4 separate regions of the Mus musculus genome follow, and regions 2, 3 and 4 are each linked to region 1. Evidence: chromatin contacts called from public Hi-C and HiChIP or PLAC-seq data. All regions are on one chromosome and are shown on one strand. The core of a region is the stretch at or near the end of the contact, and the rest is flanking DNA. Distances in the headings are between cores, read along the strand shown. Region 1 overlaps Prep (prolyl endopeptidase). Region 2 overlaps Atg5 (autophagy related 5). Region 3 has its middle 22 kb from the start of Mir1929. Region 4 holds the start of D030045P18Rik (RIKEN cDNA D030045P18 gene).

What was found. Hi-C and Micro-C count contacts between places; a contact is called where the count stands out from the background. HiChIP or PLAC-seq counts read pairs in DNA pulled down with a chosen protein or histone mark.
Region 2: a contact with region 1 is called in an H3K27ac HiChIP or PLAC-seq map of large pre-B cells, with 3 times the contacts expected there. The contact joins two enhancer-like sites. A contact is called at or near these places in 10 of 39 promoter capture datasets (the 3T3-L1 cell line, the C10 cell line, cranial neural crest and 6 more), 1 of 484 Hi-C or Micro-C datasets (bone marrow-derived macrophages) and 5 of 115 datasets of contacts at active chromatin or transcription factors (bone marrow-derived dendritic cells, double positive thymocytes, embryonic stem cells and 2 more).
Region 3: an H3K27ac HiChIP or PLAC-seq map of double positive thymocytes shows a contact between it and region 1, with 2.9 times the contacts expected there. The contact joins two enhancer-like sites. A contact is called at or near these places in 1 of 39 promoter capture datasets (cranial neural crest), 5 of 115 datasets of contacts at active chromatin or transcription factors (double positive thymocytes, embryonic stem cells, hepatocytes and 1 more) and 1 of 9 other capture datasets (embryonic stem cells).
Region 4: a Hi-C map of pro-B cells shows a contact between it and region 1, with 2.8 times the contacts expected there. The contact joins the promoter of D030045P18Rik here to the enhancer-like site in region 1. A contact is called at or near these places in 5 of 39 promoter capture datasets (the C10 cell line, cranial neural crest, hippocampal neurons and 1 more), 1 of 15 datasets of contacts at CTCF or cohesin (large pre-B cells), 5 of 484 Hi-C or Micro-C datasets (the HL-1 cell line, cardiomyocytes, nephron progenitors and 2 more) and 5 of 115 datasets of contacts at active chromatin or transcription factors (differentiating embryonic stem cells, embryonic stem cells, large pre-B cells and 1 more).

Annotation. Positions count from the first base shown.
Region 1 is chr10:45,098,601-45,105,905 of GRCm38.p6, forward strand. All of the region lies in intron 6 of Prep (prolyl endopeptidase), which reads left to right. Among named protein-coding and RNA genes, the nearest start is that of Prep, 35 kb to the left of the region's middle. Within about 2 kb of position 4,816, at least 55 of the 459 cell types and tissues checked have an H3K27ac peak or open chromatin away from gene starts, as enhancers often do. A contact at or near this core is called in double positive thymocytes, liver and pro-B cells, where this site is marked.
Region 2 is chr10:44,278,486-44,285,790 of GRCm38.p6, forward strand. The region is part of intron 1 of Atg5 (autophagy related 5); the gene reads left to right. Among named protein-coding and RNA genes, the nearest start is that of Atg5, 14 kb to the left of the region's middle. Within about 2 kb of position 4,501, at least 7 of the 459 cell types and tissues checked have an H3K27ac peak or open chromatin away from gene starts, as enhancers often do. A contact at or near this core is called in liver, where this site is marked.
Region 3 is chr10:44,377,848-44,385,152 of GRCm38.p6, forward strand. No RefSeq gene overlaps it. Among named protein-coding and RNA genes, the nearest start is that of Mir1929, 22 kb to the left of the region's middle. Within about 2 kb of position 3,109, at least 189 of the 459 cell types and tissues checked have an H3K27ac peak or open chromatin away from gene starts, as enhancers often do. A contact at or near this core is called in double positive thymocytes, where this site is marked.
Region 4 is chr10:45,804,698-45,812,002 of GRCm38.p6, forward strand. It overlaps D030045P18Rik (RIKEN cDNA D030045P18 gene), which reads left to right and starts at 3,007. Exons shown (of 3, transcript NR_040624.1): 1 at 3,007-3,259.

The DNA.
Region 1 (7,305 bases), core at 3,566-6,065:
CCTGGCCCAGAGGGAGTCACCTCTGGGGACCACTTCATCCCTCAAGCTGCCCTCTCACCTTCCTTCCAAGGCCCCTCAGGCCACCTCCCGTTCACAGTCCCTCCTGTGCACACTGTAGTGCCTGGGGAAATTTTGTCTTGGGCCTTTGGGGTCTAAGCACAGGACAGCTGTCACAGAAAAATGTCAGCTGCGTAGTATGGGTGAAAGGTCAGGGTGGAGGGGAGGGATTGCTGTGTTCAAGGTTAGATGGGTCACCCCCACCACAAACTTTGATATGTTAAAGTCATTTGTGAACCAAAAACTTAAAACAAAAATCTCCAAGAATTCAAACTTCCCAGCAGGGGGTGCTGCAGACTAAAGATTGTGGAACTCCTCACAGTGAGAAGGACTCAGACAGCTAGCTGAGTTCTACACTGGGGACTTAACTCTGTCACACCTTATTCTTGAAGTTTTTTGGTCTTTTTTTAATCTTAAATCTTAATATGTATTACATAAAGCCATAAGATATTTTCATACATTAGCTTGCAATCGCTAGTAATTTAAAAATACATACTTGTATATGCAATTATAGATGTTACATATAGATTCACGTGAAAAATTCACGCGTGTGCACACACACACACACACACACAAAACATGGAGTCTGTTTTGTGCTGGCCAACTACTCCTGGGCATGTGGCTTGCCCTGGAGTGTGGTTAGAATACACAGTGTGCTGGTCTGGAGGCCGCCGTGGGCTCATATATTTAAATGTTTGGCCCCCAGTTAGTGAAACTGTTTGGGAAGGATAAGGAGGTGTGGCCGTGTTGGAGGAGGCGTGTCACTGGGGGAGGGCTTTGAGGTTTCAAAAGTCCACATCAGGTCCAGTTGTAGTCTCTTTGCCGAACTTGTGGCTCTGATATAAGCGCTTAGCTGCTGCTCTAGTGTCTGCCTTCCTGCCCACCCATCCACCCGCCTCCATTCTCCCTGCCATGATGGTTATGGACTCACAGTATGAAACTGTAGGCAGGCGGCCTGTTCAATACTCCTTCTGTAAATTGCCTCGATCATAGTGCCTCTTCACAGCAGTAGAGCAGTATTCGAGGCACCTAATGAGGGTGCCCCAAAGGAGAGAGCTGGTTTTCCCTTTCCTAGAAAGTATCGGTCGCAGAGAGCTTCTTGGTGGGACTTTTGCCGTCTTCCCCTTGTTTGTGTCTGGTGTCACCTGTGTCCAGTGACAGTGTGTGAGCTCATATGTTCTATCACCCACCACCTCCGGCTCCTACAGTCTTTCTGCCTCCATTTCTCTCTCTTTTGTGTGTGTGTGGGGGGGGGGGCGGAGCATGAAGCTGGTGACATGGGTGGAAGGATCTCGGAGGATTTGGGGGAGATGAGAGAATATGATCAAAATATTGAATTAAAAAGTTTGACGGGAGGCAGAGGCAGGTGAATTTCTGAGTTCGAGGCCAGCCTGGTCTACAGAGTGAGTTCCAGGACAGCCAGGACTATACAGAGAAACCCTGTCTCAAAAAACCAAACAGAAAAAAAAAAGTTTGAATAAAATACAGAAAAAAAAAGTTTGAATAAAAAAAGTTTAATTAAAAATAATTTTTTAAATTAATTTTGAAAATCGTATGCATTGCAAGATATATATTTTGGTCATATTTACCTGTTAATGGCTTCCATATCTTCCTCTACCTTTTCTACCCCCTCCCAACTGCGTGGCCTCATTTTTTTTGTTGTTGTTGCTTTTTGTTTTAGATAGCTCACTGGTTCAGACTTGTGCTGCCCATCTACGCATGGATGTGGCACCCACCATCCCCCAGAGTGTGGTCAACCTTCTAGGAGATCCCGCTGAGAGAAAAACAACCTTCCCTCCCTCAGAAGCTGTCAGTTGTCTGTCTGTAGTGTCGTCTGTCTGTAGTGTCTCGGGCAGGGTGGTGGCTCTCTCCTGTGCCGCCGAGAGCTCATGGGTGCAGCGATCCTGTTATGTTCAAAAGGCGCTGTTTTAAGGTCCAGTCCTCTACCAACTCCAGCGTCTCCTCTCTCCACCCCCTCTCCTGGGTGTCAGGGCGGCAGTGGCTGAGCACTCCACTGAACTCTGGACTTTGATCAAGTGTGACCTTTTGTATTAGCTTCTGTCTGCTGCACAAAAACAGATAAAAACCGTGAGGTTGGAGTGCAGTGCTCCCTCGTGGGTCTCGTGAGTTCCCCAGCCTGGGGTTCTGTATCATCTCAGGTACACATTTCCTCCTGAGGAGTTGACCTCAAATCCAATCAGAAGTAGTTGGTTACCCCATGGCATTCTTGCTACTGTTTGCACCTGTGGGCATATCTGGCCAGGCTGGCTGATTGCCAGCTCAGGTTTGGGGTTTTTAAATTAGAGACGATCAGCCTATATTGCTGTTGGAGGGCTGGTTAACTACTTTCCTCACCTGATTCGTGTATCACTCAGAAAGGGAGGAAGGAAAACAAACGGAATTCTTGACTGACCAAGCTTGGGTCCCAGGAGAGGAAGAAGACATGGGTTAGAGACATAAATGCCAGCCCTTGTCAAGAGCCGAATTATTTTGAACAGGGTTATTTTCTTTGTTTTTGTTTCATTGCGTTTTGGTTTAGTTTGGTTTGGTTTGGTTTTTTGCTCAGGATGTTCTGTTGTATCTGATTCTAACTTACCGGTAGGTCAGCATATCAAATAGCATTTGAATAGAATCGTGTTTTGCTTGGCTGTATTATTGTACTATCTGAGAATGCTGGCTGGTCTGACATATGCCTATCACAAATATGTAGGTTAGTCATATATGCTTGTATGTGTGGCTGCTTGTATGCCTGACACTGCCTCTTCTGCCACCCATGATCCTATCTGAAAACTCACCATGTGCATGGAGTTTGGCATTTGAAAGTTTTCCTCCATTGAGTGTTGGGAACAGACTCAGTATCCAAGTAATGCTGTTATGATTCAAAGCCGTTGTGAAAGGAGTCCAATAAATCCGGTAAAGGTTGCCTCCGAGGAACGTGGTGAACTCTCCAAGCTGTTAAAGCCCGTTTGCCTGCCTCTGTTAGCCTCCAGTCTCAGGTGTCACCGCTTTCTCTGCTCCTTCTACTCATAGTTAGTTCTCTGTTCCAGCATCCAGCACAGAAAGACGTGAGTGTTTTAGTCCTGGAGGGTGGCATCTGTCCGTCCTGAGACGTATGCTGAGAGTGAGTGCATTGCATATAGCCTGGGTATACACTAGGCAGTTCCCTGGTCATGGGACCGCATACCTACACTAGCACAAGCAGTTGTAAGGATGGGAAGTCTTAAGCAACTGACTTTAGAAGTCTGACATCTCCTTAGAAATTGTGGACGCATTTTCCTAAAGCATTCTGGGATCTACATTTCTTTCAGAGCTTTAACCATTAGTTGCTCCTCCCTGACCATCATACATCATGTTCAATCAACAATATTGACTGTTTGCATCTGTCTGTCTTAAATAGCTTAGTGTTAGCTCTCAAAGCCCTGCCCTGGTTTTCTGTGTAATCTAGAATCGAGTTCAGTGGCAGCCACTGGGTAACCCGTCAATAATCTGGTTGAATAAACTCGTCCTTAGCTGTGATCCACTGAGTACCTATGTTTGTGGCATGTCTTTGTTAGAGAAAATAGAAGCTGGGTGATCCTACTGAAATCAGCCACCTTTGGTGACACCTGAGTGCCCTCATCTACTCTGGGCAAATGAATATGCTTTATTTTAAGAAAGGTCTTGTTTGTGAACCTCGCTGTGGTAGCTCACTCCAGGGGTGAGACAGCACTCAACTCAGTCTCCATTTTATTGGTAGTATTTCCAAGTAGCTGGAACCAAGGCAAGCCCCAGATGCTAGCTTTCTTTTTGCCCTTAGTTATTTTCTAGTTGGGTTAAATCAGCACTCTAAATATAGGCCAGAGGACACCATAGAATACAGCTATCAGAATATTGACATATTAAACTTTGTAGTAGTAAGACTGGTGACTTTCAACTTTGATTCCTACCAATACCGTGAAGAAGGTAGGTAGATCTAGTATCAGAACATAACTGTCTCATTTATAGTCATTCTTGGGGTTTTGCTTGTGTTAATGTTTTATCAAGGACAAAAGTGACTATGACTTTAAGGAAGTTTGCAAGACTTAAAATCTTATAAAATAAAGGGTATGAAAACTAGAAACTTAGGAATTACATATTTCATAATTGGTCAGACTAGCATTACTGCTTCTCTTTTCCACACAGTGTTTTTAGTCAGATTGCTTTCAGAAAGCGAGGCTACTATAACTACTATCATACTGCTTAAAACAGTAATACTTTGTAGAGGAGGACTTAGGCTGTCCATCAAAGTCCAGACCCTGACTCTCTTGTTTGTTTGCTTCTTGATCCCCCCAACCCCACCGCTTATCTGTTAGAGTCAGAAAGACCTTATTAGCAGAATGTTTGTCTTCACAGTGATCTCTAAAAATCATCTTTAAAATAACCTTAAAGTATTCTAAGAAGCTAAGGAACTATTGTTCCTAATTAATTTTTAGTGGAGAAAGGTATTTTTTTCTAATCTGTACATTCAGAGGAAAATCATGTAGACATAGTTTTGAGATTGACAGCTTGAACGTTGAAAATACAAAGGTGTTTCCAGTTAGGCAAATTATGCGACTCTGTGATGATCACCAAGAGGACGACACCTGTCTTAACTGTCATTGTGACAGCGGTGTGCCCTGGGACCCCTGCCTTAGACTGACTGTGACCTGCTGGGGCTGTTAGTCTGGTGGTGCTGGGATGCTCCTGGGATACTCCAGAAGCAGCTGCTCGCCAAGGTCTGGTGCTCTCGCGCGAACGTTGCTGTTCTGTTTTTCCATTGACTGAGGCGCTGCAGCTGAAGGCCTGTCACTTGTGATTGATGTGGCCTGGCTCGAAGCAGCTGCACAGTTTCTGTCTGTTTTCAAAGGACAAGAGAACAAAAGCCTGAACTAATTAATGTTAAAGAGGCTGTTTTGCATAATATCTAATAAAATTATAATTGTGATTACTGATGCTTTTAATATAGGACTGTCTAAAAAGGTGGGGCTAACATGACGAGCATTAGTTTGTTAGCTTAGTAAAAGCAGAAAAGAAATGAAATGTGTGACTCTGATCAGTCGGAAGTGAAAAAGGGTCATAAAGAAATTGACTTTGAGGTGTAGTTGTACATACCTGTAATCCTAACACTCAGTAAGTGGAGCCAGAAGGACCAGGAAGGAACTGAAGGCCATCTGTGGTGGCATAGTGAGTTCAAGGCCAGCCTGAGCTTCATGAGATTCTGTCTTTAAAATATATGTGTGTGTGTGTATGTATGTATGTATGTATATGTATATTATATGTATATATGTATACACACACATATACACAGACACGCAACATGCGCGCACTCACACACACACAGGTCTGGGAATGAAACTGAGCATTTTATTCTCACCAAACTGAGGATCCAGAGAGACTGAAGGTGTGTGTGGTGGTGGCGACTTCCTGGGAAGAGTCACAGGGATTTGCTTTTGGATCACTCTGTGGCTTCTATCAGGATGCATGCGCATTGAATGGGGCTCCCTAATTCAGGCTGAGCTCAACACCCAGGAGCTATAAACCACTAACCGCTTGACAAGGCTTGGTGACAGCGTTATGACAAAAGTCACAAAGCCTTATCAGCACCTAGGGAGTCAGTGGTCCCTAGAGAGCGAGAGCTTGTGCAGTCAGGCTGCAGACCTGAGCCAGCAAAGCTGGAGAGCAAGTGGGAATGGGGCCAACTGGTTTGCCAGAAAATTAATTGATTCAAAACATTTTACAGGCAGATTAGAGAGAAAAAGTCCTGACGACGTTCCAAGTCACAGAGTCCAATTCAGAAGTCACCACATGGCCGATGAAGCACAATAATGTGACCTGGAGCCAGGAAAATCCTTAATCATACGGATAGATTCAGAAATGGCAAATGAGTTAGCAAAGACTTTAAAAATTATAGAAATAATTTACAACGGCTTTTAGAAAACGTTATACAGGACCAAGTGAAGCTCATTGTTTGACATGCCAAGATAGAGATGAGGGTGTTTTTAAAATGTAAATGAGGGGAAATGCTGAAAAAAAAAAAAAAGGTACTTTTGTTAAAATACACAAACCACAGATCCAAGGAGCACAGCAAATCCCAAGAACACTGTTAAGGCCAAGTCTGTAGTAATCTACTTACAAATAAGTGAAAGTAACAAGAAAATACCAAGAGCCTCCAGATAACACACACACACACACACACACACACACACACAGATAATGTCAAATGAAATGACAGCTCTGAGGCATTGCCAGTGAGCTGTGCTAAGGGGCCTCCCCCAGTGCTATTTTTAAAACTACAGACCTTCACCACATGTCCTGCCCCCTTTGCTAAGATTTCTTCCTATTATTTGTGGCACTTGTTGATGTGTAATATGTGGCATAGTTCCATGCTTACGTGTGATTGTCTCCTTCGTCTGGTGTGACATTTTCTGTGAGTTTACTGACACATCATTAATATACATAAATAAAACATGAGTTTGTACATATAGATACTTAGAATATGTCTATGAAATGACCAAATTAAAGGATCACAGGTAGAAAGTGTAGCAAGGCTCTTATACGGAACAAGAGTCAACAGTGTGACCCTGATATAGCTGTCTCGTGTGAGGCTATGCCAGTGCCTGGCAAATACAGAAGTGGATGCTCACAGTCATCTATAAGATGGAACACAGGGCCCCTAGAGAAAGAACCCAAGGAGCTGAAGGGGTCTGCAACCTATAGGTGGAACAACAATATGAACTAACCAGTACCCCCAGAGCTTGTGTCTCTAGCTGCATATGTAGCAGAAGATGGCCTAATCAGCCATCACTGGGAAGAGAGGCCCCTTGGTTTTGCAAACTTTATATGCCCCAGTACAGGGGAATGCCAGGGCCAAGAAGCAGGAGTGGGTGGGTAGGGGAGAAAGGTGGAAGGAGGGTATAGGGAACTTTCAGGATAGCATTTGAAATGTATATAAAGAAAATATCTAATAAAAAAAATAAATAAAGTTAAAAGAGTCAACAGTGTGTGTGTGTGTGTGTCTGTCTGTCTGCATGCGTGTGCATGCATTCATGTGTCTGCATGCATTCGTGTGTGTGTGTGTGTGTGTGTGTGTGTGTGTGTGCGTGTGTGCGCGCGCCCACTCATTTAAGAGACATTACTACAGAAGCATCTTGATTAACCAGATATCTGAACACTGTGGCTCAGCCAAGTTGACATAAAGTTTACAATCATACGACTGTAGAGATACCGAATTTCATACACTGCAGCCAGGTA
Region 2 (7,305 bases), core at 3,251-5,750, 820 kb before region 1:
TGAGTGTATATCATGTGTGTTCTTTTGTGATTGGGTTACCTCACTCAGGATGATAGCCTCCAGGTCCATCCCTTTGCCTAAGAATTTCATAAATTCATTGTTTTTAATAGCTGAGTAGTACTCCGTTGTGTAAATGTACCACATTTTCTGTATCCATTCCTCTGTTGAGGGATATCTGTGTTTTTTCCAGCTTCTGGCTATTATAAATAAGGATGATATGAATATAGTGGAGCATGTGTCCTTATTATATGTTGGAGCATCTTCTGGGTATGTGCCCAGGAGTGGTATTGCTGGGTCCTCAGGTAGTGCTATGTCCAATTTTATGAGAAACTACCAAACTCATTTCTAGAGTGGTTGTACCAGTTTGCAATCTCACCAGCAATGGAGGAGTGTTCCTCTTTCTCCACATCCTTGCCAGCATCTGCTGTCACCTGAGTTTTTTATCTTAGCCATTCTGACTGGTGTGAGGTGGAACCTCAGGGTTATTTTGATTTGCATATGATCATCTCAATAGATGCTGAGAAAGCTTTTGACAAAATCCAACACCCCTTTATGATAAAAGTCTTGGAAATATCAGATGTTCAAGGCCCATACCTAAACATATTAAAAAACAATATACAGCAAACCAGTAGCCAACATCAAACTAAATGGAGAAAAACTTGAAGCAATCCCACTAAAATCAGGGACTAGACAAGGCAGCCCACTCTCTACCTATTTAATATAGTACTTAAAGCCCTAGCCAGAGCAAATAGACAACAAAAGGAGATCAAAGGGATACAAATTGGAAAGGAAGAAGTCAAAATATCACTATTTGCAGATGATATGCTAGTATACTTACGTGACCCCAAAAATTCCACCAGACAACTCTTAAACCTGACAAACAATTTCAGCAAAGTAGCTGGATATAAAATTAACTCAAACAAATCCTCTACACAAAGGATAAACAGGCTGAGAAAGAAATAGGGAAACAACGCCATTCACAATAGTCACAAATAATATAAAATGCATTGGTGTGACTCTAAGCAAGTGAAAGATCTGTATGATAAGAACTTCAAGTCTCTGAAGAAAGAAATGGAAGATGGAAAGATCTCCCATGCTCATGGATTGGCAGGATTAATATAGTGAAAAATGTACATCTTGCAGAAAGCAATCTACAGATTCAATGCAATCCCCATCAAAATTCCAACTCAATTCTTCACTGAGTTAGAGCAATTTGCAACTTTATCTGGAATAACAAAAAACCTAGGATAACAAAAACTATTCTCAACAATAAAAGAACTTCTGATGGAATCACCATCCCTGACCTTAAGCTGTACTACTGAACATTTGTGATAAAAACTGTATTGGTACAGTGACAGACAGTGGAATAGAATTGAAGACCCAGAAATGAATCCACACACCTATAGTTACTTGATCTTGACAAAGGAGCTAAAAACCATCCACTGGAAAAAAGACAGCATTTTTAACAAATAGTGCTGGCTCAACTGGAGGTTAGCATACAGAAGAATGCAAATTGATTCCATTCTTAACTCCTTGTACAAAGCTCAAGTAAGTCCAAGTGGATCAAGGACCTCCACATAAAACCAGATGCACTGAAAGTTATAGAGAAAGTGGGGAAGAGCCTTGAACATATGGGCACAGGGGTAAAATTCCTAAACAGAACACCAATGGCTTGTGCTGTAAGATCAAGAATCAACAAATGGAACCTCATAAAATTGCAAAGCTTCTGTAAGGCAAAGGGCACTGTCAATAGGACAAAAAGGCAACCAACAGATTAGGAAAAGATCTTTACCAATCCTACATCTGATAGAGGGCTAATATCCAACATATACAAAGAACTCAACAAGTTAGACTCCAGAGAACCAAATAACCCTATTTTTAAAATGGGGTACGAGCTAAACAAAGAATTTTCAACTGAGGAATACCGAATGGCTGAGAAGCATCTAAGAAAATGTTCAACATCCTGACTACTTTCTTGAGTAAGAGTTGGAGCTGCTAATTACTGCTTACTACTCTACATAGGCCATCAGGTCTGCTAGGCAAGCACTCTACTGCTGAGCTCTGTCTATAAAGCTCTTTTTCTTTTTGCAACAGGGTTTCACTGTTTCCCATGCTGGCCTTGACTTGACTCTGTAGCCCAGGCCTTGAACTTAATGATCCTTCTGCCTCAGCCTGTTTGGTAGCTATAATTACAGAGCTTGAGGTCCTTGATAGTGACTTAAACATTTAAATTGCAAATCAAATGGTCGAATACTTTCTTAGTATGTCTAAGGCACTGGTTTTGACCCAATGCTACCAAAAGTAAACAAAACAAGAAAAAACTTTACAACTGAATTGAGTTTTCTTCAAATGTGTTAGTTAAGGAAGTTTTTAGTTGTCTTCTCTTGAGCAAGAGTCATAGTTGACTGGATGGTTCAAGGTTCCCAAAACTACTATAAATCATTCGATTTCAGATGTGCATATTAGTGTGCCTTAGGTTTCTATTGTTCTGATAAAACATACTGAGCCCTTACCTCAAAATCAGGAAATATCCATAAGCTGATTATTTTTTCCAATTAAAGAACATTTAAATTTTATTTTAAACTTTATTATATTTTTAAAAAGTTGAAGAAAAAAAAACACCCAAAGACTATGCAATTCAATGAGCTTCTATATATTTTATAGAGAAACAGGAGCTGTGGATCTTCACATTGCAAGTTATGTATTTCCTTCCTTCCTTATTTACTTATTTTTGTTTGTTTGTTTGTTTTTGTTTTGTTTTGTTTTTGAAACAGAGTTTCTTGATGTAGTCCTGGCTGTCATGGAACTCACTCTGTAGATCAGGCTGGCCTCCTTCTCACAGAGATCTGACTGCCTCTGCCTCCCAAGTGCTGGGATTAAAAGTGTTCACTACCACCACCCATCCACATTGGATTTTATATTTCCACTGTTTTATGCACTTACCCACTACCAAAACCACTACCACCAATAAAAAAAACCACGATAGAGTCAGAACTCGGAAACAGCTTGTATTTACTACTTGCATTCATTCCTTCTTCATTTCCTAATGTTAGCTTTTCTTGCTCTCTTTCATATGTTACTGTACCTACGAATATATGTATTCACACACGCAGATGCATTCATGTTAGATTCTGCATGTAAGGAAGAAATGTGGTTTTTCTTCTTCTAAGATTGTGTGACCTTGCTTAATAATATATATTCTAAGTCCATCCATCTTCCTGCAAAATTTGTGATTTCATTTTTCTTTAGAGCTGAACAGTATTCCATATATATATATATATATTATATATGTATACATATATAATTTTATATATACACCAATTTTCCTTGTCCATTTGTCTGTTGATGGGATTGAGGTTGATTTCAGTTCCTTTCTCTCGTGAATAAAGCAATAATAAAGATGAGGGTGAAAACACTTCTATGCTAGGGTATACTCAGAACTGAAATAGGAGATCACATGATAATTCTATTCAAAAGTTTTTTGAGAAATCGTCAAACTGAGTTTCATGACAGCTGCAGTGTTTTGTGGCCCACTAATCGTGGTTGAGGTTCCTTTCCCTGCACATCCTCTCCAACATTTGTTGTCACGTTTATTGATGACCGATAGCCATTGGTGAGACGCTCTGAGAGTAGTTTTAGTCTGCATTCCCTGGAGAGATGGCTCAGTGGTGAAGAGCACTGGCTGCTGTTCCAGAGGTCCTGAGTTCAGTTCCCAGCAACCACATGGTGACTCACAACCATCTGAAATGGGATCTGATGCTCTCTTCTGGTGTGTCTGAAGATAGCTACAGTGTACTTAAATTCATTAAATAAATAAATCTGAAAAAAAAAAACCCACATTGTTTTTTTTAAAGTTATTGGCCATTGTGTTTCTTTTTTTTTTTTTAACAGTGAATATTCAAGTTTATTTACCCACTTGCTAATTGGCAGTGTTATTTCTTTGGTGTTTCATTTCTGCAGTTCTTTGTAAGTTTGGATATTGACTGAGTGTAGCTGGTAGCCCCCATTCTGTGGGCTGTCTGTGGCTACAGCGTTCTTTGCTGTACAGACTTCTCACTTCCCTGTGGCCCCACCTGCTGATACTTGAGGTTGGCTCCTGTGTTGTTATGTTCTGTTCAGAAAGTTCTTCCTATCCCAGTAGTTTAAAAGGTGTTTTCTTTCAAGTTGTAGTGTTTCAAGTTTTAAATTAAGGTCCTTAGTCTGTTTTGTATTGATTTTTATACAAGGTGAAAGGTAAGACTAATTTCATTCTGCTGCAGGTACAGCCAGGAGGGCCAGCACTGTTTGCTGGAGAGGCTGTCCGTTTTCCAGTATGTTTTTGCCTACTTTGTCAAAAATTCAGTGGATACATAGCTTTGTCATTTTATTTCTGGATCTTCTTTTCTATTGCTCTTCCTGTGTGTTTTTATTCCTGCACCAGGCTGTCTTTATGACTATACCCTGTAGTATAACTTGAGATTCCTATGTGTGGGTGGGGTATGTTTGTGCTTGTGTGCACATCTGCCATGCAGCCACGTGGAGATCAGGACAGCCAGTTTTTCTCTTCCCATCATGTAGCTCTCAGTAGTCTAAGTCAAGTCATTAGACTGCGCAGCAAGTGCCTTTCCCCACCAAGACATCTCTCCAGCCCATAACCACATAAATTTATTCATTTTACTTATTTTAAATTTATCTTACTTTGATTTTTAATGTGTATTTGTTTCAGTGTGTATCTGTGTGAATTTATGATATGTTTGTGGGTGCCCAAAGAAGCCAGAACTGGGAATTGGATATTCTGGAACTGGAATTACAGGTGCTTCTGCGGAATCCTAGCTGGGTGCTAGAGAGACCTCAGGCCTTCTGAAGCTCAGCGGGCATTCTGAACTGCTGATCCATCTCTCCAGCCTGGACATTTATTCTAAAGATCAGCTGCTAACCTAGTCAGGAAGTAATGAGGGCTTCCTGTTTTCAGCAAGTTAATTTGAGTGATTTGTACATTCAGAAATTTTTCTTTTGAGTGTAGAATTTAAGCATGCTTGAATTTGAAGTCTCACTGTGGTACTGAATGAAATTTACATATGTATATCACTAGCTTAGAATACTTGTATATATTTAATAAAAGTCAAGGCACTGCTAAGTACCAGGGTCCTTATTCTAAGTTGACTAGTGGCCAGTAGTTTGACATAAGGCAGGTCTTTTCCCACCTAAGGCAGTTTGCTTATGTGTGGATGGCCAACAGCTGACTGATCTTTAACTATGGATTAACTGATGCCAATCCCAAAGGGTTTGTCCTGGGTGGGGAGAAAGGATAAAAGCAAGCTCCTTGATGTACCTCGGTGTTAATAATTGATGTCCTGCTGGAGAGATGGCTCAGCCATTGGAATACTTTTGGCTTTTGCAACAAGTTCAGTTCCTAGCATCTGCATGGTGGCTCAGAACCTTTTGTAACTCCAGTTCAGGGGGATCTGACACCCTGTTCTGGATCTTCAGGGCATCAGAAATGCATGTGTTGCCCACACATACATGTAGACAAAACATTCATAAACATAAAATAATAACTCTAAAAAGAATTTTAAATTGATATCCACCTAGGCCCATAATTTTGGAGGGCACCATGCAATTATTTAGGATTTTTCTTATACATTATACTAAATTATGAATTAACTGCCCAACACTGTCTTGGTTGTATATTGACCCTTAATACTCAGGTAGAACCTCCTTGGGTTGCCCTGTGCATTATCAGCAGTGTGTGTTTCATCATGTACACAGGTGACATGGAGTATGAGCATGATAGCCTGGGCTATCCCAGAGCTCATGCACATTGTCCTTCCCTGATCCTGAGACTTTCCTCATGTGCAGAGCGAGCTAGCAGCGCTACCCTGTGGAGTAAGGACTGTTGTGAGTTGGAGAAATATTTCACTGGGACTGAGGGTGTTAGTCACTTGACAGTGTGAGTAAGAGTTGGAGAGAAGCAGCGTGAGTTAGTACTAGGCTGGGGAGTCAGAGCACAGCGACTGGATGTTTAGGGGTCGGGGCTTACTGAGGTCTATAGGACGGAGTTGTAATCAGTATGACTGGAAGTATTGGTGGGGCCAAGTTATGCATCTGATGAAATTTAGAAAAGGGAATAAACTTAATAAAGAGCTTTTTGTTGTTGTTTATTTGTTTGCTTGCTTGTTTGTTTGGCAGGGGCTCATGTCACCCAGGCTCAACCCATGAGGCCTATAGGCTTGCACCAACCCCAGTTCTTGATTGGTATATGCTATCATCTGCAAATCGAAGCAAATATTCTTTTTATTTTTTTTTCAGGAGAAATGATAAACGTGGTAGGAGAGGCTAAATACATTAGATGGGGCAAGTGTAATTATGTGAATAATCATCTGAAATTAGATTAAGATCATAAGGCACAGGTACAAGGCTCTCTTTTAGGTGAGTGATAAGAGTCTACCAGGCTTGAAAAAGTAAGAAGTATGTGGTGTGATTTACTTTGTGCCTGGCCCTTTAAAGGATCCCCAGTTGCTAGTCACCTGGCCCTTTAAGAGAACTGCTTGACCCTATGGCCTTTGGTTTGGGTTGCCTCTAGAATTCTAGGGATAGGAGAGGATATAAAGAGCCAGCAGAGGCTGAGAGAGGGGAGCCGAGGGTCCAGGTGGCAGGAGAGTAGGGTCAGAGAAGACAGTTGGTTTAGGAAAGGACTGAGTAGGGCTGAGGAGAAAAGACAGTCAGTGTAGAAAGGAGGCTGAGCAGAAGAGAATGGGAACCTGTTGAGCCAGAGACCATATTATTAGGAGACAGTAGAGAGACTAGCAGAGTGACAAGAGACAGTTGGTGACAGCTGAGCCAGGAGAAGCCAAGCTGAGCAGATAGGGTAGAACAGCTGCTATAGTTTGGAGAGGCTACTACTGGGGAAAATGAGAGACGAGACTGTTTAAGCAGACTGTTGGGAAACTGAGGGAGGAATGGCTGAGGAAACATTTGAAGGGGCTGAGCTGGAAACTGGGAGGGGGGCTGGCCTGTAGTTAAGAGAACTGATTGCAGTTTGTAAGAAAGAAGGCATTAAAAGAAACATTAAAAAACACACACATTTTGCAGAAGTATAGTTTCTATTTTGATGGGACTTATATTGCTTATTACTTGAATATGTAATTGGCATCACATACACATGCATGCACATATGCATGCATGTGTATACACACAGACTTTTTGAGATTGTGTTTTACCAAATAGCTCAGTCTTGCTACATACAGACTCTTGTCTCGGCTTCTCTAATGTAGAAATTCCTGGCTTTTACCTACCTACCTCCCCTCCTCCCTGGCTGGGAGAGAG
Region 3 (7,305 bases), core at 1,859-4,358, 720 kb before region 1:
AGTTTCAGCTTTGATTTTTCTATGAACTGGCTGGGTTATTAAAGTGTTGACCCTGTTCTCTTGTTTAAGAACTGGTTTCATTTCTAATGACACAGCAACCATCGAGCCATTCCTTGATTTAGTCACTAGAACCAAAACTGAAGTGTGGCTGGTTTCGTGTTGTTTTTATAGCAGTTAGTACAGAGAACAACAGGCTCCTGTGAAAACAGATGTATTGCTATCTCTCTCCATCTGCTGCCTCCCAGACTCCCAGCCGGGCTCTGCCAGAGCCCGAGCCTCAGCTTCGGTTCTTGTGAGAGAGGCTACCTTGAGGACAAGAACCTGGCTGCTCTTTCCAGGGCTAGGGGCACCTTTATTTTTCTCCTCTTCCTCCTCTCCCTCTCCTCCCCCTCCTCCTCCTCTTCTCCTTACTCCTCCTCCTCCTCCTCCTTCTTCTTGAAAAGGAGCTTTGCATCTTCCCAGGCATTTTACAGTTTGGAACGGAGTATCAGAGAGAGACCCTTGTTGCCCATTATGAACCCAGGAGGTTCTTCGTTTGATGGGCCTCTTTTAATATGAAGGTCTCATAACGCTGAACTAGAGTTTTTAGTTCTCTTGGGGGAAATCATCGTGTTAATTATAATGCTAAACTCCTCATAGTGAAGTCATACTCTCCTCACAGAAACCTAATCTTTGACAGTGTGTCTAGAATCAGATATAAAAGTGAGTGTTTACAAATAAAGGAACAGCAGTGGGCTAAGGCGGTAGGTAAATTAGCAAAGTGCTCACCCAGCACGTGACAGGCCTGGGGTTTGTCCCCAGCATTGACTAAACCAGGCATGGTGGTTCAAGCCTGTAATCCTGGTGTTGAAAGGCCATCCTTAGCTACAGACTGAGTTTGAGACCAGCCTCCGGGACATGGATCCTCTAAATTAATTAATTATATAATTTTAATTAAAAATTAAAATCCCCAAAGAAAACCAAAAACAAACAACAACATAAACCAACCCATAAACATAAACATTGATTCTTATATGTCTTCAGATTTAAGAATTACAGAACATAGAACACTGAGCTAACTCCCATGGAATAGTCAGGTTCCCTTGTGTATAAAATACAGTTAACAGGAAATGCCTCATAGGACAATAGAAGAGTTTATGTGAACAAGTAACATACAAAATGCTTGAGAAAGCACCTGGCAGTTTGTACCCCATAAATGCTGGTTGTTCTAGGCAGAGGATGTAACTCAGTTGGTATGTGCTTGCTTGGCATTCATAAAGCTCTGGGTTCCATTCCCAGCACCACATAAAACAAGGTGCTATGGCTTCTTCTACCTGTGATCCCGTTTTGGGAGGCTCTGTAGCCGAGGCCAAGTTTAAGGCCAACTTGGCATACATGAGACCCTGTCTTGAAAAACCAAACAAATCCATAACGTTTGGTTGTCATTGTCCTTGCTTCATGTTCTTGTCAACTACATGTTGAATATCCTCACCTCACTCCCAAAATACACTGACACACACAGACACAGATACACACAAACACACACATACACACAGATACACTCTCACACACTCACACAGATATACACAGTGACACACACAGACACACTAACACACATTCACATACATGCACACTGATACACAGATACTGACACACATACACACTGACACACACACACACATAGAGATACACTCAAACAGACATACTCACACAGAGACACACAAACACTCTCACAAACACACACACACACACACACACACACACACACACACCACCACCACCACCACCTCAGTCTCCTTCAGTGTCTGCCTACCCTCCATCATCTTCAGTTTTTCCTGCAACCTTTGATCTCAAGCTGTCCTCTGAAGTCTGTGTCTGTCCGACCTGACAGATGAGGCTAAGCCTGGCCCTCTTGCAAGCTGGCCTGTGCCAGAGTTGTCTAGGCAATGTTTGTTGCTTTTTAATGATAAGTATAACTTCTGGGGAGTGCTAATTTTAAAAACTTTTTAAAGGTCAATGCCATACTTCTGTTGAGCCAGCTCACCTGGAGATTGGCTTTAGTGATGGGATTCTCTGCTTTGGCTCTGCTATGCTGTTCTCAAGCCCACACACTGGACCTTCTTGGTCCAGTTGTCCATGTTTCCATAGTTGACCAAATTGTTTACCCTAATTCCCCCACAGTTAAGAAAATTCTGTGACATTGTCAAGAAAGCCATTGTCCATTTAAAAGGTCATTCATCTTTTTAAAGGTCTCGTTCATCTCATTCATCTTTTTCTCTCATTCATCTTCCATTGGTATTTTCTGCCTGTGTTCACTGTCTGCGCAACAGCGTGGCTGTTCAGCGCTCTCCATATGGACCTTTGATCCCTCCCAGATTGCAGATTTCTGGAGACCAAAGCCAGAGAGCTTGGTACCACTCCTGAGGTGAAGGGCAGAACGGGCGCAGCCTGTCTGAGGACTCTCGAGAGGGTTCTGCCAAGCACATGGCTCTCTACTTTTCTCCTCTGTTATTTCCAGAAAGTCTCACAAACTCCTTCCATCTCAATTCGGGCCTTCTTCAACAAGCAGAGACAGATTTAAGGTGAGGGACTTCTCCGGCTGGCCCTGCAGCCGGGGTCTGAAAGTGACGTGTCAGGCAGGGGTTGGGGCGTGGTTGGCCTCCACCCTCGGCTGGAAAAGGACATTTTTTTTTTTCAAGGAGAAGGTCTTGTCTCTGTGTCTACCTCATCGCAATCCTCTTTGTCTGGTTTCTTCCTCCTACCCAGTCTCCTTTGCCTGCCTTCCCCTTTCCCTGACTGACTTCCAGGCTACCCCTCCCCCAGCCTGTCTTCGTGCCTTCCTCCTTACACTCGCCTGATCCTCTGTGCGTCTGGTCGGTTTCTGTTCCCTCTTGTTCTTTTTCTTTCACTTTCCGCCGCCCACCCGTCATTTTTAACAGTGTCATCATGACTTACAGTGTGGGAACATGGAACTCAGCGTCTCCCACATTACACAGCCATCTCCGGATTCCATGTGACCAGCACTCTTGCCCTTCGCTATGAGGGCAGAATTGATGCCCCACCACTTCCCAGCTGCCAAGGCCCAACTCTCTCTGAGTCTCTGCTTCCTGCTCACTGCAGAGGAGGGCAAGGCTAGAGCGGGAGGATGGGGCAGCTGCTCGTACAACTGCGAGCGGAGGTTTCTAGTACTGACATATATGACTATCTTCATAATCGACAGAGCTCAGCTGAAACATCCAAGTCAAACGAATAGCAGGGTCTCAGTCATACACAGAAAGCACTCTTCCCTTTTTCTTCCCTCAGCCCCACACATGCAGGCTTGTGCAATCAGTTCTTATATAAAGATCTGCTTGAAGTCAGGCCTGGGGTTTCTCGGAGGCATTATACCCCCCTTTCAAAGGTCAGGGTTCACTCAGAGCAGCTAGAGTAACCTGGATGTTAAGAGTTGGGAGGGGAGGCACCTCGAGGTTTCCGGGAATAGGACCTTCTTAGACTCTGTTTCACAATGCAAAGAATGGTTTGTATGTCTCACATGCAAACCAGATTTGTTGATCTGAGTGGCAATGTCCCTTTGCAACTGTGACCAAGGATGGAAATTAAGCCTGTCTCTGTCTCAGAGGCTGGGCTTCTGCCAAGCACTCCGTTTACTGCTGGTTTGCTACCTTAACCCTTGGCAGCAGCCCGGGGCTCTGCTTGCAGCCAGCACCCAGCCAACACAGTGAAAGTGATCTTTGCATTGAGCTGTCTGCCTACAGGTCTCTACAGGCATCTCCTGCCCTGGCCTGTCTGCAGAGCCAGAGAGGCTGGCTGACAGGAAAGTGAGCCAAGGCTCCTGGCAACGTTCCAAGTCCCAGAAAGGAACTGCACCTAATCCAGCATCCTCTTCCTTTTTTTTTTTTTTTTTTTTTTTTTTCAGGTGCAAGTGGTTAAAATTCACAGTCATGGTTCCACTGAGTGGAGAAGCTTCACTCCCAACACAGCAGGGCCGGTCCGGCGCTGGGGCCCAGTTAAAGGTGATTAAGCTGTTTAGAACAGAACGGATGCTCAAAAAAGGGGCCTCCAGCCACGTTCCTCTCTGTTCTGCTGTAGGATGCTGGACACAAAGGCCCTCGGCAGCTGCCACCCCTCAGTCTCGAACTTGCCTAGAACCCTGAGCAGAGACATAGTCGGTTCACTATCCGGTACCGACCGGTTCTGGTATTCTGTGACAGTGGTAAGCGAAACGAAGCCACCTCCCATGGGCGCACCCTCCCACGACACCTGCAAGAGAGCAGCCACAAAGCATGAGGCTGCTGGTCCGTAAAGACCTCGAAGTGGCCTCAGAGGCCCAGTTCGGGTACTGAGAAAGTATTGATGTTTATGGACTATGCAAAGATGGTCTGAAGAAAAGGGAAAATACAGCAGAGATCTTCCTACATAGGAATGCAGTTTCAAAACACAATTTGAAAAGAACTATTTCTAGGGGCTGAAGAGGTGGCTCAGCAGTTAAGAACACTGGGAGCAACTCCAGAAGACCCAGGTTCAATTCTCAGTGCCCACATGGCAGCTCACAACTGTTTATAACTCCAGGTCCAGGAGATCAAACACCCTTCCAAATACATAATGTAGGCAAAACACCAATGCACATAAAATTGAAAGAAAGAAAGAAAGAAAGAAAGAAAGAAGGAAAGAGAGAGAGAGAGAGAGAAAGAGAAAGAAAGAGAGAAAGAGAAAGAGAGAAAGAGAGAAAGAAGAAAATAAATCCGGGTAACGGTGGCACATGCCCTTAATCCCAGCACTCGGGAGGTAGAGGCAGGGGAATCTCTGTAAATTTCAGAATAGCCAGAGCTGCACAGAGAAACCCTGACTCAAAAAAAAAAAAAAAAAAAAAAAAAAAAAAGAAAGAAAAAAAAAAGAAAAAGAAAAGAAAAAGGAAAAGGAAAAGGAAGGAAGGGAGGAGGAAGCGGAGGGGAACTAGTTCTATAAAACCGTAGCTTTCATCCGTATTCACTAAAGGGCAGCAGTCTACCACTCCAGGCTGCCTTATATCAGAACTAAATGTGTAATGCTGCCCAGGCTGAGTACTCACCTTAGGGTCCTTTTAACTGGTTTTGAAAGTTTCAAAGCTGAACTTCCTAAGGGCTTTGCCCTAGACCTATCGATACACATGGAAATGTAAGGGGGAAAAATCCTTTAACCTCCATATATATACACATACATACATATTAATCTGAAAAAAAAAGGAGAAATTGAGATGTAATAGTAGAGGCAGGACTAGCAGTAACTGACTAATACTTACTATGCTCATATGCGGTATGAGTGTAAACGTCATACACACGCAGTGTCAGGTTTTTTAAATTCGATTGTATGACTGAAATGCTTGGTAGAACTTCTGCTTCTGGCCAGGATGGGATAATCGACCCAATGTGTCTTCCTTCCTGCAATAACCTCCAGGAGGAAAGCAGACAGAACACACAAAGCGCTTGTTTTCACAACAGCAGACCTCAGGCAGTACAGAGCAGTGCTCCCTGAGAACCGGGAAACAAACGAGGGGCCCTGGGCTTGCCTTCACCTGCTAGACCGCACTCGGGTTGCTTAATAAGTGGGAACTGTGTTTTGTTCTTAACGTTTGGCACCCTTTTTCTAACTGGGTTGTAAAGTCTTTGAGAACAGAGGCTCCCTGTCCTGGACAGCACACCCCTAGTCTATGATGCAGTTGTCACATGTTGCTTGCTGAATAGACACTCACCGGATAAAAACCTGAGGCTCTCCTGGGGTGCGATGTGGTAAGTTCAGAACTGACGGGATGTTGGAGCTCCGTGTATCATAGACTGTGTCGTCTGCTACATAGATTGTGTAGTCCTCATTTCACAGAGAACGGGACAGGTCCGAACAGCACAATGGCTTGTCAAAGCCACATGGCTCCTCAGTGGTGAGAATTGGTAGGCTTGTTCCTCTCTATAAACCAGTACTCAAGAAGTTAGCAAGGCAGAGCCTCAAGCTGCACAGTGCCTTTCTTTAGGATGCTGGCTGCATTATCCACAGATCAACGGTATGGTGTAGCACCACAAGTTCAGGGGCAGACAGGTCCTGAGAATTACTGTGGACAGGATGCTGTTAGAGTTTAGATCCAAGACATGTGTTGAAGGATTGGTCCCCAGGCTGTGGTATTGGGAGATAGTGACTGAGGTAGGCATCTGAGAAGTGAGGCCTGATGGGAGGTCTTTAGATAACTGGGAGCATGTGTTTGAAGGCAACTGTGGGACTCCATTCCTTCTGCCTTCTTACTTCCCTACCGTGAGTGAACGGCTTTGTCTGCCATGCATTCTCTGCCGTGATGTGCTTCCTTTCGACAAAAGCAATAGGGCCAGTAAGTTATAGACTGAAACTTGAAAGCTATGAGCCAAACAGACCCCTCTCTTTTTGTAAGCTTATTACTTCAGGCATACGTTCCAGTCATGGAAAGCTGATGATCACAGCCAGCTAAGGTTAAAGGGTTAGCCAGACTCTGCTCAGTTCTAGTAAGATGTTGAAGGAACTAGTAAGTAAGCTGAGAACGAAGGCCAGAGGGAAGCTATTTCTAAAATGAGCCCAGAGACTCCTGGGGACTTAGAAGGAGAAGTTGGACTTCTAACAAGGCTAAGCCTTTCCTAGAAACTTTAAAAGAACCAAAAACACACAGAGTGATCAAAGCCTTAAATGCCTTTCCTTGGCTGGTCATTGCGCTCAGCACAGCCCTGTGGGCTGTATGGTTCTTCTGGGAGCTGGGAAGGGTGGGATCATACAGAGAAGTTCATGTGGCAACCCTACCCATTGTCTCAACACTTGGCTGGGCTATCTCTGGAAGTCTACATAGAGGAGTAGTGCCCGAGGCCAGGCCAGCTTGCTTGTCAGAGCTGGAGCACCCTCAGACCATAAGATGTGTTCTGGCATGGAAAGAACTGCCTACTCTGTATGGAAAGTCGCTGATAGCGTGTTCCCATGAGGCTGAAGCGAAATCTGTGGATCAGTTTTGAGCACTCTCTGAGGCCTGGTTCACATTCAGGCCTTCTCAGCCCCCCTACTGCTCAAAAGGATTTATCCCAGTGTATGCTAGGAACTGAAAGCTGTCGCCAAACCCTTCCCTTTGGGTTTATTCTGAATTCAAACCATTGCCAACTCCTCCAAGTCCTTGAAAGGCAGCCTGGTTCTTTCTAAGCACTTTTCCAATGGCTCAAAACTTCTAAGACATGTCTTGATGTTCTGAGATTCTGTCCTGTGCAGGGAGCAGAGTAATGCTACGGTGACGACCCAGCCAAGGTGTGGGGGACCTGGGGATGAAGTTTCTTGCTTGGCTGTTGTTTCAAG
Region 4 (7,305 bases), core at 1,757-4,256, 700 kb after region 1:
ATAGTAAAAAATGTTTTTAAAAAATCGGTTATTTTAAAAGTCAAATCCAAAAGCTGTGAAAATAAGCTTTGTTTTGGGATGAAATTAATGTAATTCAAAAAGATCAGAGTCAGTGAGTCAAGATTGACTCATTTCTGGTAAAAAGATGTTTGAAGACAAATTTATGAGTGTGCATTTATTTATTTATTTATTTATTTATTTATATTTATTTTTGCATCATGAGCAAACCTTTGAGGGATTCACCATTTTTCCTATGTTAGGTGGAATGGGAATAATTTTACTTCTCTGTGCCCAGCTGTTATTTTCTTGCTCATTTCCTATTACTTTAACTGTCAAGGGCTTTCCTGTGGGACTCTTTTCATAGCGATTCTCCGTAATCCCGTCAGTTCTCAACCATAACTTTTGTTGACTGTAGAATTGTTAATATTTTTGCAAATTTAGCAGTTTTCCTTTTCAATCACCTTGTTCTCGCATGGATAGGCTTTTTAAAATCGGCATTTGTAACATCTGGAACTACTGTGGCAAAGTGAATAACAAGACAGGCCCAAGCAAAGCTCTGGGTCTTGTGAATGTTGAAGGGCACTTTGCGACTGTGACTGAGTTAAGAATTTTGAGATTCTTTTTTTTAATTAAGTAATTAATTAATTAGCATTAATGCTGACTTTCCCCTGTCGACTTCCCCCCTCACAGAGATCCTCCCTCCAATCTCCCTTCCCTCCTCCTCTGAGAGGATGGAGCCCCCACCCCTCCTCCAACCCCTCTCTGCCCTGGTTGCATCAAATCTCAGCCAGGGTAGGCGTATGCTTTCTCACTGAGGGCAGACAAAGTAGCTCTATTGGGGAACGGATACCGTAGTCAGGCTATAGCTTTATTGAGAGCCTCCCCTCCAGTTGGTGGGGGCCCACATGGAGACTGAGCTGCACCTCTGCTACATAGGTGTTGGGGGTCTGGTTCAAGCCCGTGTGCGTTCTTGGGTTGGCGGCTCAGTCTCTGAGAGCTTCCAGAGGAATATTGAGATCTTAAAGACCTTATTCTGGGCTATTCCGGTGGATCTGATGCAACCACAGAGGTCCTTAAGAAAGACAGGAGATGAGGGTGGGTATAGCTGGTGCCATACTGGAAGAGGAGGTTGGGCTCATGAAACCATGAGCCAAGGAAAGCCCGCTGGCCCTGGAAATGAAAATTGGCAGGGACAAGTTCTCTTCTGAACTTCCAGAGGGAACGAGCTTGACAAAAATACACATCTTGCCCCCTAAGATTTACTTTAGACTTCTCATCTCCAGGAATGTAAGAATAAATTTATGGTGCCTTCAGCCACTAGGTGACGAGTGGTGCTCCTTAGCTGCAGTGTGTGTGTGTGTGTTGGGGGATGGGGGGGGGGAGAGCGGGTGGGGGTGGGGGTTGGGTGGGGATATGCCAAACTTGCGACAAGAGAGAGGAGGGAATGCAGGTTTTTGAGCAGCGTGGGCTAGACAGAATCAATTCACTGGTGAATGTTTTAATGACTAGTTTCTCCAGGTAGCATCGAATTATGGTGTATGAGTCTCTGTGTGCATCCGGTATGCACCTGTGTAATCTTGTGTATGTGAGTGTTACAAGAAAAACAAGTATTAATAAGAAATGTATAGAGGGGTTTTCCCATTCTCTGTTTTGTCCGTACCTGGGGTTCCTCCCAGTTGGGGAATTGGCCATGACACATACTGAAGAAGCCATATTGGTTTGATGTGTAAGAATGAACCTGAAACTACCCAGGAAAAAAGGCAAGTGAGCACTCTAGCCAGTGATCTGGGAATATGGTAGAGCCAGAATGAGTGTAGATGCTGCTGTGCCAACTAGTAGGTGTTGGGGTGAGGAGGAAGTCAGGGAATTTGTAGAAAGATGTAATTTATATGTCAGCCACTCCCAAGCTGCTCTCCTTTATGTAAATCACCAATCCCCAGCAAGTGCTTGGCTTTTCTGCCAACTTTTTATTTATCTGTTTGTTTATTTGGTGTTGGGAGTTGACTCCAGAGCCTTGTGCATGCTGAGCACATGGTCTGCCACTTAGCCACACTTGTCATCTCTTGCCAGAGGCTTCTCAGCCAGGTGTTTGAACCTGAGCTCTGGGCTGACACCAGAGTTGCTTGCTTCAGGCGCTGTTGATCTTCTCTCAGGACGTGACTTTGCAGTGCTTTTGGAGCCGAGGTTTGATGGGCAAGACCTCCCTAGCCTTGGCTCTCTGCTTCTGGACCTTATTTACCGGCCTCTCTGACCTTGCAGAAGTCAAACATCTGTCGTTCCTAATTTCTTTCTCTGGTCAGTCTCCCTGGCCTTTCCCGTGCCTTGGATGTTCCGCTCTGGAGAGCATTCTGTACATATTGATGAGCAGTATGTGGGAATTTGAGGGCAAAGTCAATGGAGCCTGTGTATCTGCACATAAAAGCTTACATCCTGGTACCACTTACTTGCCAGCAACCCAAGCCCGGTTCTGATTAATAACAGCTATGATTGTAACCAGATTCGCAGCATGTGGCCCAGAGGAAACAAAGACTGTGAAGCCAATTTCCACACAGGCTTCGAGACTGTCAGCGTGAAGCACTGACTGGGGGCTTCTGTGCGGTTTCAATTAGAGTTCTCTCTTTTCTATGCCCTCTTTCCTCTCCCCAGAGATTAAATACCAGTTTCAGCTTTGCTCTCTCCGTGTTATTGGGCTCTTGGGTGCTGCCTGCGTTTATCCCACCGTGTGCAGTGAGAGTTGAGGGTCTTTATTGTTATTTCCCCCCCTCTGTTGAGGTTTGGATAATGATTAACAGTTGGTCAGACAGGTCGTTCAAGGGGCACAGTTTGCTTCAATTCTACTACAGACCCGCATGTGGCCTGGCTTCTCAGTCCAAGCAATGTCCCTCGCTGGAGAAACGGACTCTGCCTGAGGATTTCTGTCTTGAACTGATAAGGTTGTGGGAGGACACAATGGGATTTCTTCTTAGGCTCCCAGCATCCAACAGTGCAGCATCCATGCGGACTTCCGTTGTCCTGCCAGAATTCCAGGAAACTAGGCAGAATGGAAAGTTCCAGGGCCTCCATGTGCCCCTCCCACAAGTACCCTGTGGACTAACACTGTATGCCTCTGCTCCGGCATACACGAAGGTGTAATTAAGTCTCTGGTGATTACTATTGAGAATGAATAGCACCGGAAGTGCAAAATAAAGCCGTATTCCTTGGTCTGAGGGAGAAGCAAGGATCAGTGTCAGCATTTTTTCCTCCCACAATGGTGAAACAGGTATGTCAGAGTTACCTTTTTTTTCCCCTTCTATGTGAATTTTGCGTGAGCAGAAAGACTTTCCAATATAAAGTCATTTACTAAACTGAGAGGAAAATTCTTAGATAGATGTCTATGTTTTGCCTGGTGGCTGACATGCAAGGATTATTTTGACAGAAAGTAAATAGCAAGGCAGTATGAGAGACTTGAGAAGAAAAAAAAATGGTTCAGCTCATGTGTTATTTAGTGAACAGGCCCAATCAATTTAACTTCCACTGCCAGAGGAGGGAGTTATGTGGCTGTATTGGGCAAGGCTCACAAATTATAATCAAGAAGTAAATAATATTGAAACCTTACAAATTGAATTTTTATTAAGAAATTCATCTCTGGTTACCTCAGGGTTTATAAAATTTTTTAGTACTTGTGGAAGAAGGCAGTATATCTCAATGTACAATACCAGATTGATTGGGGTGAGTAATTTTAACTTTTTAGGGTCAGAAATATACCTCACCTTTTAAAACAGGCTTAATGGGAAGGAAGCTGACAAATGTGCTATAAAAGACAGTCTATGCCTTCTTACATTGCCTTTTATCCACATTACCACTCCTGCTGTGGGTCCCATGTACTTTACAAATTGGGATTAATGGCTTTTTTTTTTGCATGAGAGTTTCAAGGTCACAATTTCATAAATCGTGCAAATAAACAAATCCTCTCTATCATCGACTCTGTGTACTTAACATTTTTATATTTATTACTTTCTGCATTTATAAGATACTGGAACTGCTATTAATAATTTGTATTTCCTGTACAGGCATATAGCTTAGCTCGAAAATGTGAGTGGAAACTTTAACACCACATTTTTCAAGGATGACCAAGTGGAGATGTTTTCTGTTCATGCACGGCTCATTGCCATAGTTTCTTCAGTTAAAGCAGAAATAACAGCAACTGACCTTTGAGAGTATTATATGAAAGGCATTTTGCATGTAGATTGTTATTTCAGAAAGCTATATATATCAATATATTATTGATAGCATGTTATAGTGAGAAGAATTCTAGGCCAAGTTTCAGGTCTTGCTATGTTATTAATGGCAGTGTCAGATGGGTTTTGAGTGACAATGTACCCTTGCTCTCAAAGTCCATGTCTCTCCATGCCTATCACCATTTAAAATATTTATTTGCTTTTGTTTTGTTGGTGTATGTTTCGCCTGCATGAACATATGTGCACCTTGTGCATGCCCCTGGCATCTGAGGGGGCCAGAAGAGGGTGTCAGATCCCTTGGAACTGGAGTTACTGTGTGCTGCCACGTAGTTGTTAGGAACTCAATGGTCCTGCCCTCAGTGGTCTTCACTGCAGAGCCATCCCTATAGCCTCGACAACCGTTTTCTCAAGAGTGTTATCCTGCTTTAGTTTTGCCCCATGGTGTCTGACACACGGGGGATATGATGAGAGGAACTTAAGGAGGGTTATTTCAGCTCACAGTTCAAGGGTATAGGCTAGCATGTTGGGGAAGTCCCAGCAGCAGAGACTGAGGTAGCTCTTCACATTGCAGAAAAGCAGCAAAGCGGAAGGGGCAGACACATGCATGCTAGTGCTCAGTCACTTCTGCTTTCTCAGGTGTAAGACCCACAGTGGATCTTCCTGCAACACAACATAATCTAGACACCCGTCCCACCCATGCTCAAGGTCCCTTCTCCCAGGCGACGCCAGATTCTGTCAAGTTGACAATTAACTCCAACCTTCACTCTTTTTGATAGAAAGAAAACATCCACTTCCCATTTGATTGACCACAGCAGTTCATATAGATCTACTTCTTTTGCCTGGGCAGTTAAGTGCAGTATTCTCCCATTCCAGGAAGCAGGGTACACCATCAACAAACGGCATGGTCACAAAAGCTTTCAGAAAAAATGTAAAATAAATAAAACTGCTTTTCCTTTCCAGGCCTTTCTCCAAGAATAAGACTCTGAGACTAATTATTTATTAATAAATGTCTTTGCTACGAGCCTTGACTCATTCTCTGACTAGCTTGTAACTTATTTAACCCATCCAAACTATTTTATATCTTCCACACAGCCTGTAACCTCTCCTTCTGTCCTGACCTCTTTCTTCCTCAGTGTCTCCCCTAGCATCTCCCCTTATTCACTCCTTTATATCTCTCCTATTTCCCAGAATCCTCTCTCTTCCTGCCATTGTCCCACCTCCTTTTTCCTGCTTCAGCTCATTGGCCATCGGCATTTTATTGACAGGTGTTGCTTATAAGAGATTCTCTCTAGAAATAAATTCATGTTAAATTTTGATATAAGTATATATTGATATTAAATTTCTAACATGGGCCAGGCTGTGGTGATGCATGCCTTTAATCCCAGCACTTGGGAGGCAGAGGCAGGCAGATTTCTGAGTTCAAGGCCAGCCTGGTCTACAGAGTGAGTTCCAGGACAGCCAGGTCTATGCAGAGAAACCCTGTCTCGAAAAACAAAAACAAACAAACAAAAAATTCTAATATGGAACAGTGACACCTTTAAGTGTTCACTGGACATGTTCCTAGAGTACAGAAAATATATAGCTGTTCTAAAGATGGTTCTGTTTCTGTTACACACATTGCTGAATTGTAATATCTTTGTTTTCTTTCAGAAGGTCCCTTTACTCAGGGGTCTTACAGACTTAGGCTCCAATGGCTTTGAGGTGTCCCTCAACTCCTTTCAGAACCCAGGCACTTGCTTATATTGCAAAGCCCTTTGTGGTCTCCTCCTCTAATGTACCTTGAACATGGAAGCTTACCTACTTTAATTATTATTTGGTAACCACTGTTTGAAGAAGGAGATAAGGTAGATTTAAATGTTACCAGCACAAGTATGTTGAGAAAATAAAGGATGGAAAAATTATCCTGATGGTGCATTTTGTATGTCCTCTAAATTGTGCCCACTTATATAATCCATAAAAAAAACTGAAAATTAGAACTTAGACTTTTAATTCAAAAGGGGTAGGTCTCTTGGTACTGTTATATGAGATTGTTTTTGAAAACAGTGAGGTGTAAATTAGCTCTCAGGTATCAGTTTGAACAAGTCTGAGAGGCGAAAGGGAAGAAGATTGGTTAGAAAAAAAATTCTTAGGCAGAGAAGGAAGTGTTAGCTGGAGTTTGAAGACAAGAGAAACATTAGCTGTCCTAAAATGCAAATTGTGTGCAGTGATTACAATTAATAATCCATCAGATAAAAATGGAACAAAACCATCTGGACCTCTATTCTGAAGTTTTACCAGAACTGGTGATTTTTTTTTAAACGTTGGCTTTAAATTTTGTGCTTCTTTCAACACAGCACAGGGATCTCACAAGGTGTGCCCCTGTCTTACACTGCCTGGCAGTGCACCTGCGTGCCCTGTGAAAAATGCACTCTCACAATCAAAATATTTTCCTTCAGGTTTCCTGGGGCGAGCAGTTCTGCAATTTTCCAATAATTGTTTTAGAAAGTCAGCCCTGGATTCGGGTTTTCTCTTAAACCTTTCCCTGCCTGTGGCTCCAGACTCCTTTTTGCAGGGTCTCTCTAAGGAAACTGGGTCGGGTTGGAGTGGCCAGTACCACCTACCCATTGGGAGCTGGTGCTGCTATGAATGGACCCTTCTCTGTGCAGGTCCAGAGTCTCTCCCTTTCCACAGTTGTGCTAAGGGAAGAGAATTCATGAGCATTGGATCACACAGTGTGAACTGCTGAGGTGGCCTTTCAAATGGACACATTTCTCTTGTTCACAACCCGGGAATGATGAAGGTCTATACACATACAGAATTACTTATAGGTAATAAGTTAGTAATTATTTAGTATATTATACAAATTTTTCCTGTTTCTTGTTGACCCTCAGTGAAAACTAGAGGAGTTGAATAGCTATATACAAGTTGACTCTTTTTTATTCTTCTATCTTGCTAACGGGTAAATGGAAGCTCTATGTGGCTGGTCAGTTCACACGGTAGAAAAATACTGGAATCTTTCCTTTAGACACAAGTTCTATGTTACTGTCTTATGTGGTGCTTGCTAGTATGCTAGTTTTATGGTTTAGTAACATGGAAACAGTAATAGTAA